Linked DNA regions of Rattus norvegicus: region 1 is linked to region 2. A link is a contact called in public Hi-C data. All regions are on one chromosome and are shown on one strand. Each heading gives the region's core, a stretch centred on a gene start, on an enhancer-like site or on the middle of the called end of the contact. The rest is flanking DNA. Distances are from core to core; before and after follow the strand shown.

Region 1 (4,041 bases), core at 158-2,657, 360 kb after region 2:
ATGATAGGTAACATCCAGTGAACCAAGTGGACTAATCATATATTCCAAAACATCACAGGCTCAGTGGGCCTAATTTAGAATAAGATGAACTTTGGAATCAGTTGTGGTTAAATCAAAAAAATTTTTCCTTAAATTTAGAAGCCCAATTGTAAAGTGGAGTTTCAGTGGCCCCATGCTTTACTCCGGTCACTGAACAGTGAGGCAAAAGAGATGGCCTTGGCGTAAATTCTAGAGCAGTTACCATGAAGTAACCAGATCCATACTGCCAATGTTTACTTTCTGAATTTGTAAGTAAAATGGATCAGCTGTCCTGAAGACAGACTTGTGTGCCAAGGCCTGAATGTGAGAGAAGACCCCACTGTTGAAATTCCCCACCTAAGGGAATGTGGAGGTACAAAAATAAAGCAAAAACAAGAAAAAAAAAAGCCATTACCAATAAGTCTGCCCTCTAAAAAGATAAGTAAGCAAGGTAGTTCAGACACTTGGTTTCAAAATACATCCAAGTATAATTTTATTTTCCAAAAATAAATACTTCTGGGAAACTCTGATAACTCTAACACACAGCAAAGAGGAGATAAAGGCACACCACTATGAAACTTTAAAACATTGATGAAATTAGCCTGCCTCTGCTTGCCTCATGCTAAACCAGATAAACTATAAAGAGAAACAGCACAAATCATTTAAAAAAAAAAAAAAGCACACTTGCGCTTGTGGCTTTACGTCTCTGTGGCGGTCATTCTAGCATTAAGAGGTCACATTAAAAACCATCACTCTCTTAAATACACAAGCATAGCTTACACGTTAACTCTAAAGCCATTAAGCCTTCAGATCTACTTCCTAAAGCATTCTCTACTGTCTCTGAAATAAATGTCAAATGGTGAAGGCATTGCACATCATATAAAAGACAAATAAAAAAGGTTGAAACCTACCAATACTGGTAGCGGGTGTCATGCACAAAACTGACCCTGAAGTCATGCAATGGGGGGGAAGGTGAATAAAAGGGAGAGAAACAGGTTAGCTGTTTAGAGTTAACATTCAGAGTGAGATCGAAGCACAAGGAGGTTAGTTTACACAGTTCTTAGGGCCGTTCACATCGTCAGTATAGCAGATAGATCCAACTTCCTTAAAAGCCAATAAGATCCCAAGTCCCACTCTCTGAGCACTCTCCCCTTTCTACTCTAGGTCAACATGATCCTAAGGAGGATGGCATGTGATGGTACAACTGTGTCCTTCTCTGAAGACCTCAAAGGGTTTTCCACACGTGATCAAGTTAACCCGGTCAGGTGGAGAGCAGGTATTTTACAGATGAAAAAATCTGAGGCACAGTAACTCCTCCAAGGTCGTGTGTGCAGTGTGAGCCAAAGGCAAGGCCAGGCCAGGGGTAGAGTCCAAGCCAAATCCAGGCCAGAGCTGATGCTCGGCATTGAGTCATTTTGGTGATGAAATGTGTGCTGTGTGGATAGCAATGTGAGAAGAACAGTGAATTGAGAGTTCGAATCCTCTGAATCAAAGCCCTGACAGATAGGGCAGGGGACTCTCACATTGGGCGCTAGGAACAGGTGGACGCTCCTGAGTAGAGCCGCCACACAGGTCTGGGATCTGCTCTGGCGAGGAGACTCTCTGTGGCACAGGGCTGGCACGTGACAGTGACATCTAAGTGCCACACAAGCAATCGTAGGACCCTGGTGAGAGATTTTGATCATGGCTTCCGAGGGATGGAAGAGTTAGAGAGTCTCGGATTGGCGTCTGGGTTAGTGGGTGGGAGAGGGACGGCAACTCCAGTGCTTCTTGGGGAAGAACTGTGGTATCTGTGAATGATCTTAATGCCTGATGTACATGTGTCAGGAAATTCTGACTGAACATCGATGCAAGGCAGAAGACGGAAAAGCTGTGTTGGGAGCTCTGAGGGATTGTCTGCCACTGGCTCTGTTCCTCAGAATGTAAAGAAGGCAATGTTGGGGTTCCTGGAAACTCAGGGTTGTGAATGTGTCAGAGTGGTAGTTTTAAACGAATGTAGGTGCCTCTGCTGAAGGTTTCAGGACTACATGCTAAGACGTTAGATGTGAATCTAGCATCTAAATATCTTCATTCATGTTCATAAGGACTTCTTGCCTGACCTACATTTTGACCAGACTGCTATCACTGACTTAGGAAAAGCCTATCCAAAGCAGGCTACTGCTGGCTTCTTTTTTTTTTTTTTTAAACTGGAAATGTGGCAGCACACCGAGACACACACGTGTACTCACATGCATCTCATATGATCTCCTCCTCCATCCCCATCTCTCTACTTTCATAAACATCTAGAAAGTTCCCTGCACCACACTTTGATTTCTTGGCTTCCATCTGTCCTTCAGCCCTTCAATCCTCTTCTAGTTGGTTTTATTCTCGCTCTGTTATAACTTCATCCACAGTTTCCAGGACATTTTGCACTTCCCTACACTCTGCATGCTAAGCCACTTTCTTTCTTTGAATTCTTACACACACACACACACACACACACACACACACACACACACACACGCATGCATGCATGCACTTCTAAAAACTTGTACTAAATTCTCTCTCTATGTGCTGGAGTTTTTAGAGCCTGTCCTGGATCCTTTTTTTTCCCCCCTGCTCTGTGGATCTTTTATGAGTGTTTCAACTCCTACATTCCAAAGCTCTCAGGGATCTCGTGGCTTCTACGTTTTGTGCCTTGCTAGATTGAAAGTCTCTCTACCTAACGTTTCTCCTGGCCTCCCAACCTGGGTTCCACAGGGGTCTCCAATGGAACACGCTAAACTGTGCTATCTCCTGCTCTGTCTCCTCCACATCTGGTAACACGTGATGGATGTCATCACCTGCATGACACTTCAGCCTCATGTAGCCCCGTCCCCACTGAGCCAGCATGAGGCTGTTTCTGAGCCTAGTCACCACTTCTGCTGCTCTGCAAGTTCCCATCCCATCGCTACTCATGTCAGCCCTGCAACAGCATCCTGTCTGGCTTTCGTGCTCCCCCTACTCCAGGATCCACTCTGCTGGCAGTCACTCCACTTCTGGGAAGGCTTTGCTGCTTTGAGGATGGAGGCCCTTCTAGCCCAGGCCCTGACTACCTTTCCACCGCATCCCTCCTTGCTGGTACCAAGGTCTATCTGGATGGGCCTTCCTTGCTTTCAATTGAACACATCATACTTTTAATCTAATTTTGGGCCCCCCACCCCAGATCTAGAATAATCTTTAGTGACTTCTTTCTTTCCTCAGGTGTCAAAGTCCGAGACATTTCTTCAGAAAATCATCTCGTCTTAATTTCCCCACCTCCCCCAGTCACCTAAGTCAGTTTCCATTTACATTTCTTTTAATTATTTGAACTCTTGCCTTTTCCTTCATACTACTCTAAATTTTAATAGCCTATTTATACAAGTGTTTAGCATTTTTCTCATTCTGCTGTGGACTCAAAAAGGCAGAGAACCCATTTAACTAGATGCATAGGGCACCTTGGGATACCCCTGTGTGGAAGTCAGTGTTCCAGCCTACTTTAAAAAACACTCTGGGGGAAATTTATTCCTGAAAGTTATTAAAGGGTCTAGTTTGTAAAATTCTCCACTTTAGAGTTAACTGTGTTAGGCTTCAAAAGATTCTGAAAAATCCCTCTTTATTCTTCCCATGTTCTGTAATGAACATGCTTTCTCAATGGCTTCCAGAGTTACACTTGTGAATATACAAGGGGTGTGAACTATCAGAAACCACTCCTGCAGTCACAGAGGGCAGTGTGTCACTCTGGCTTGTGTCCTGGATGTGGAAAATGCCCAACCCCGCTACTTCACTGGGCCCCTCTCTCTGCCGGCCAAGAGTGATTTGAACATGGGACAAATGGAGCTTAGGACATGAGGGTTGCTCTCCTAATGCCAGATCCTGGTTCTGCTCTGCTTTGAAATCCTCATCCCCACCTTTTACCTAGTTCTACCCCCTGCTCTTCCCACAGATCCTATGATTAATGCATGCTATCACTACAGGGAATGGTGCTCTGTTCTTCAAACCTATTCTTGTCATACCTGCCCAGTA
Region 2 (3,853 bases), core at 950-3,449:
ACACAAACTGGCTGAGGATGGCCTTGAACTCTTGATCCTTCTGCCTCTACCTCCTAGGTGCTAGAATTACAGTCATGGCTCACTCCGGCTGGTGCTAACATACACATTTTCAAATGTTATTTTCTATGTATCAAGCATAGTGGTATGATTCACTCTCTAGGTGAACGAACGCTATTTGTTTCCCCGAGGAAGGGAAGGGGGCTGTGGGTAGATACTGCCAGAAGAATACAGCAGTTCAAGCAGGAGGAACTAACTCCCAAACCCAGTCTTAAGAGACAGAGATTTACTGTTATAATGTGACAGTACTAAAGCACGGTGTGTTATTACGCCGTGGTGAAATGCCGTGGTGAAAACAGGATTTTGCTTACCGAATAAACAAGTCCACCAGGTGGCGCTCTAATATTCTTTTGGGCCAGTGGCTGAAAAATTAAGTATTTCCTGGTATCTTTGGAGGAAAAAAATATGTATACAACCATATTAACCCTCAAGAGAACCTTCCTGAAATAGGATTAGGCCCTCCAACAAGCATCATCGTTGTTATTAATGTCTTCTGAGTCCCAGGGGGAGACTTATAAAGAAAGCGGCCAATTTGCTGGGAAAAAAAAATGAGGCATCAGAACAGCGCAGTTCAATTACCTCTGAGCTGAGTCCTTTGTGAGCCCCACTTTAAGGAAATCGAGACTTGTTCAGGCATAAATGGCTGTCTTATTGCCAGTGTGTTCTTCCATTTTTGGACTTACAGACACCATTTAAAATGTGAATTGCTTCAGATGAGGTGACATCATTGTTAAACCTGTCACAGCTGCAGAAACTCTTGTCCAGTCCAGTTATTTGAATGAGCTGTGCTTTGAGCATTAAAAAAAAAACAAAAACAAAAACCCAATGCTTTTTATTTCTTTTTCTTTATTTTCTTTTCAGGGTAGGGATGTGGGTTCTCCGTGGGATACATTTCGCTTCTGTTTTCCTAGGAGTTAGGTTAGATTTTTGAAGCAGCGCCCTCTTCTTGGACTCTGTCCTCGTGACTCGCAACTGCTGTTCAACCTGGCACGGAGCCAGCTGGGGCTCACAGAGCTGAGTTTTAACGCAGAGTGGGCGTGTCGGCCAGGTTTTTGTCAGGTCGTCACAACCTAGAGTCATCTGGGAAGGGGGACCCTCGGTTGAGAACATGTCCTCGTCAACCTGGCCCGTAGGCAAGCCTGTAAGGTGTTTTATTGGTTACTGGTGGATGTGAGAGTATTTAGCCCGCGATGAGTGGTGCTGTTCTGGGCGGGTGGTTGGTTCTGGGTTCTGTAAGAAAGCAGAGACAGCCCTGGGGAGCAAGCACTGAGCAGCACCGTTCCACAGCCTCTGCTTCCGGTCCAATCTCCAGGTTCCTGCCTTAGCTTCTCCTGATGATGGACCAGCAAGTCAAGCAAACCCTTTCCTCCCCAGGTTGTTTTTAGTTATGGTGTTTCATCACAGGAATAGAAAGCAACAGAGCCAACGAGTTGGGGACTGAGTCAGGTTTCCTAATATGACGTCGTCTAAAAGAGCCCAGAGCTACATTAGGCCGCATAGCTCGACGTACCAGGATGGCAATCATGACACCAAGGGGCACAGGAGTAACTGTTGTCTCTCTCACAGAAAGCTTTGAAATACTGGCTCACCAACCAACGAGCGTACACGGGCCCTGACACATATGTAACAGAGGGCTGCCACATCTGGCCTCAATCGGAGAGGATGTGCCTAATTTTGCAGGGATTTGATGCACCTGGATGGGGGCATGCGGGGTGGGGGCTGTCCTCTTAGAGGCAAAGGGAGGGGGTATGGGGGAGGAACTCTGAGAGGGAGGACCGAGAGGGAGGGCAATATTTGGGATGTAATTAATTAAATAGCTAATTAATTAATTAAAACTATTGGCTCATTTTGTTTTGGAGCTGACTTTGCTCCAACCACACATGTTGCTGAACACATCAGGCTTTCTCCAGTCTGAGTGCAGACATTAGTGGTTCTCCTATGTAGGAGTGTATTCCCAGGCCGCTGCTTCCTTCTTTCAGGCATTTGCTCGTTTCACTTCCTCATCGAAGCGTTCCTTTGCCTCGTGGTTGAAAGCTGTCATGTGACCAGCTCTGGAATTGGGCGCGCTCTTCCTTCTCACTGGTGGCCAGCAAGCCCCAACCATCCTGTCATCACTCCCCACAGCGCCGCCAAGGTTACTGTTGTACGAAGCCACCCCCAGCTTTTTACATAGGTGCAGGGATCCAAACCTGACTGTGTGGCAACTGCTCTCACCCACCGAGCCTTCTCTTCAGCCTCGACGCTTCTGATCCCCAAAGAAATGTTTCTTAACTAGCTCAGACCTATCAGTGTCATAGTTCTGACGAATTTATTCATGCAGCAGCCATCGGCCGAAAGTCTAGAAGCCAGGCAGTGTGCTTTTTTTTTTTTTTTTTTTTTTTTTTTTGGTTCTTTTTTTCGGAGCTGGGGACCGAACCCAGGGCCTTGCGCTTCCTAGGTAAGCGCTCTACCACTGAGCTAAATCCCCAGCCCCGGCATTGTGCTTTTTAATGGAAACAGTACACTTATTTATCATCTCAAAGGCAAATGCTTTTACGCACATTTAACAAAGTTGCTTTGTTTAACACATAGTAAATAAATGATCCTGACGTGAGACTAAGAATTTGCAGAAAAGACCCAAGATATTTTACCAGTGTGTCAGCAAAGGCACAGAGCTGGCTTGTTAATCTGGTTTTGTTTCACTTCACTAAAATACTACGTATTTCTGGACCTCACTGTGTCACAGTTGAACAAAGGGTGAAGGACATGAACCAACCCTTTGGCTCGTCCAGCCTCCCTTGTTGCTGCAAGGGTACCCACCTGACTTGGGCAGCTGACGGTCACAGGACATGCCTGGCCACTCCTTGAGCATGTCCCATTGTACTTGTTTTTTTCCTAAAATATTGATCTGTTTGAATCTGTTTTCATCATTTGAACTCCAGGAAGAGACAGTGTGTGTGTGTGTGTGTGTGTGTGTGTGTGTGTGTCTATGTGTTTGTGCCTGTGCACACGCCAAGCACACACCCTCACGAGAGTGTGCGGGAATGCATGTGTATGTGCATGCATTGTGTGCATATATGTGCTTATGTGTTTATGTAAGCATGTCTCTGAGTGTGTCTGTGTATGTGTGTGCATACCTATGTATGTATGTGTGTATGTATGTATTTATGTATGTATATGTTTGTGTAAGTGTGTGCATGTATGGGTTCATGTGTGTATTGTGTGTGTACACTTGGGGAGGTCAGAGGACAACTTGTGGGAGTCGTTTCTTCCTCCCGCTGTGAGGAAGTTTTGGGGGTCAAATTCAGGAGGTCAGGCACGTGCTTTAATTTACTGAGACATCCTCCCAGGCCCTAGAACTATTTTTCTTTTTTAGTATTTTGAGAAATTATCACACTGTTTTCCATAGAGGTCAGACTATTTTACATTCCTGCCCTCAGTGTAAAAGGGTTCCAATTTCTCCACATCCTCTCTGATATTTGTTTTATTTATTTTGGAAAGTAGTTTTAAATTTGTTTTGGTTTTAGAGATCCTACTGATGGGAGTTGTTACTGAGATATCCATCCTAAATTGGGTAAAAATACTTACATAAACTAATTATATTTTTTTAATTATATATTTATTGGATATTTTATGTATTTACATTTCAAATGCTATCCCCTTCCCCCCAAACTAATTTTAATCTAAAACAATTGTAAAATATATACTTTTATAAGTATAAATATGTGAATAAATGTTAAAGTGGTTCTAAGGGAAACCTGGTAAGGGAGACCATAACAGGTATATTTTTAACTAGTACCTATTGTAGTTTTGGTAT

Evidence for each region. A called contact is a pair of places that touch in the nucleus more often than the background predicts.
Region 1: a contact with region 2 is called in a Hi-C map of liver, with 3 times the contacts expected there. The contact joins two enhancer-like sites. A contact is called at or near these places in 3 of 12 Hi-C or Micro-C datasets (Schwann cells, frontal cortex and liver).

The regions. Positions count from the first base shown.
Region 1 is chr15:103,919,772-103,923,812 of GRCr8, reverse strand. All of the region lies in intron 7 of Mbnl2 (muscleblind-like splicing regulator 2), which reads right to left. Among named protein-coding and RNA genes, the nearest start is that of Rap2a, 82 kb to the left of the region's middle. Within about 2 kb of position 1,407, at least 4 of the 93 cell types and tissues checked have an H3K27ac peak or open chromatin away from gene starts, as enhancers often do. A contact at or near this core is called in liver, where this site is marked.
Region 2 is chr15:104,284,992-104,288,844 of GRCr8, reverse strand. No RefSeq gene overlaps it. Among named protein-coding and RNA genes, the nearest start is that of Ipo5, 130 kb to the left of the region's middle. Within about 2 kb of position 2,199, at least 7 of the 93 cell types and tissues checked have an H3K27ac peak or open chromatin away from gene starts, as enhancers often do. A contact at or near this core is called in liver, where this site is marked.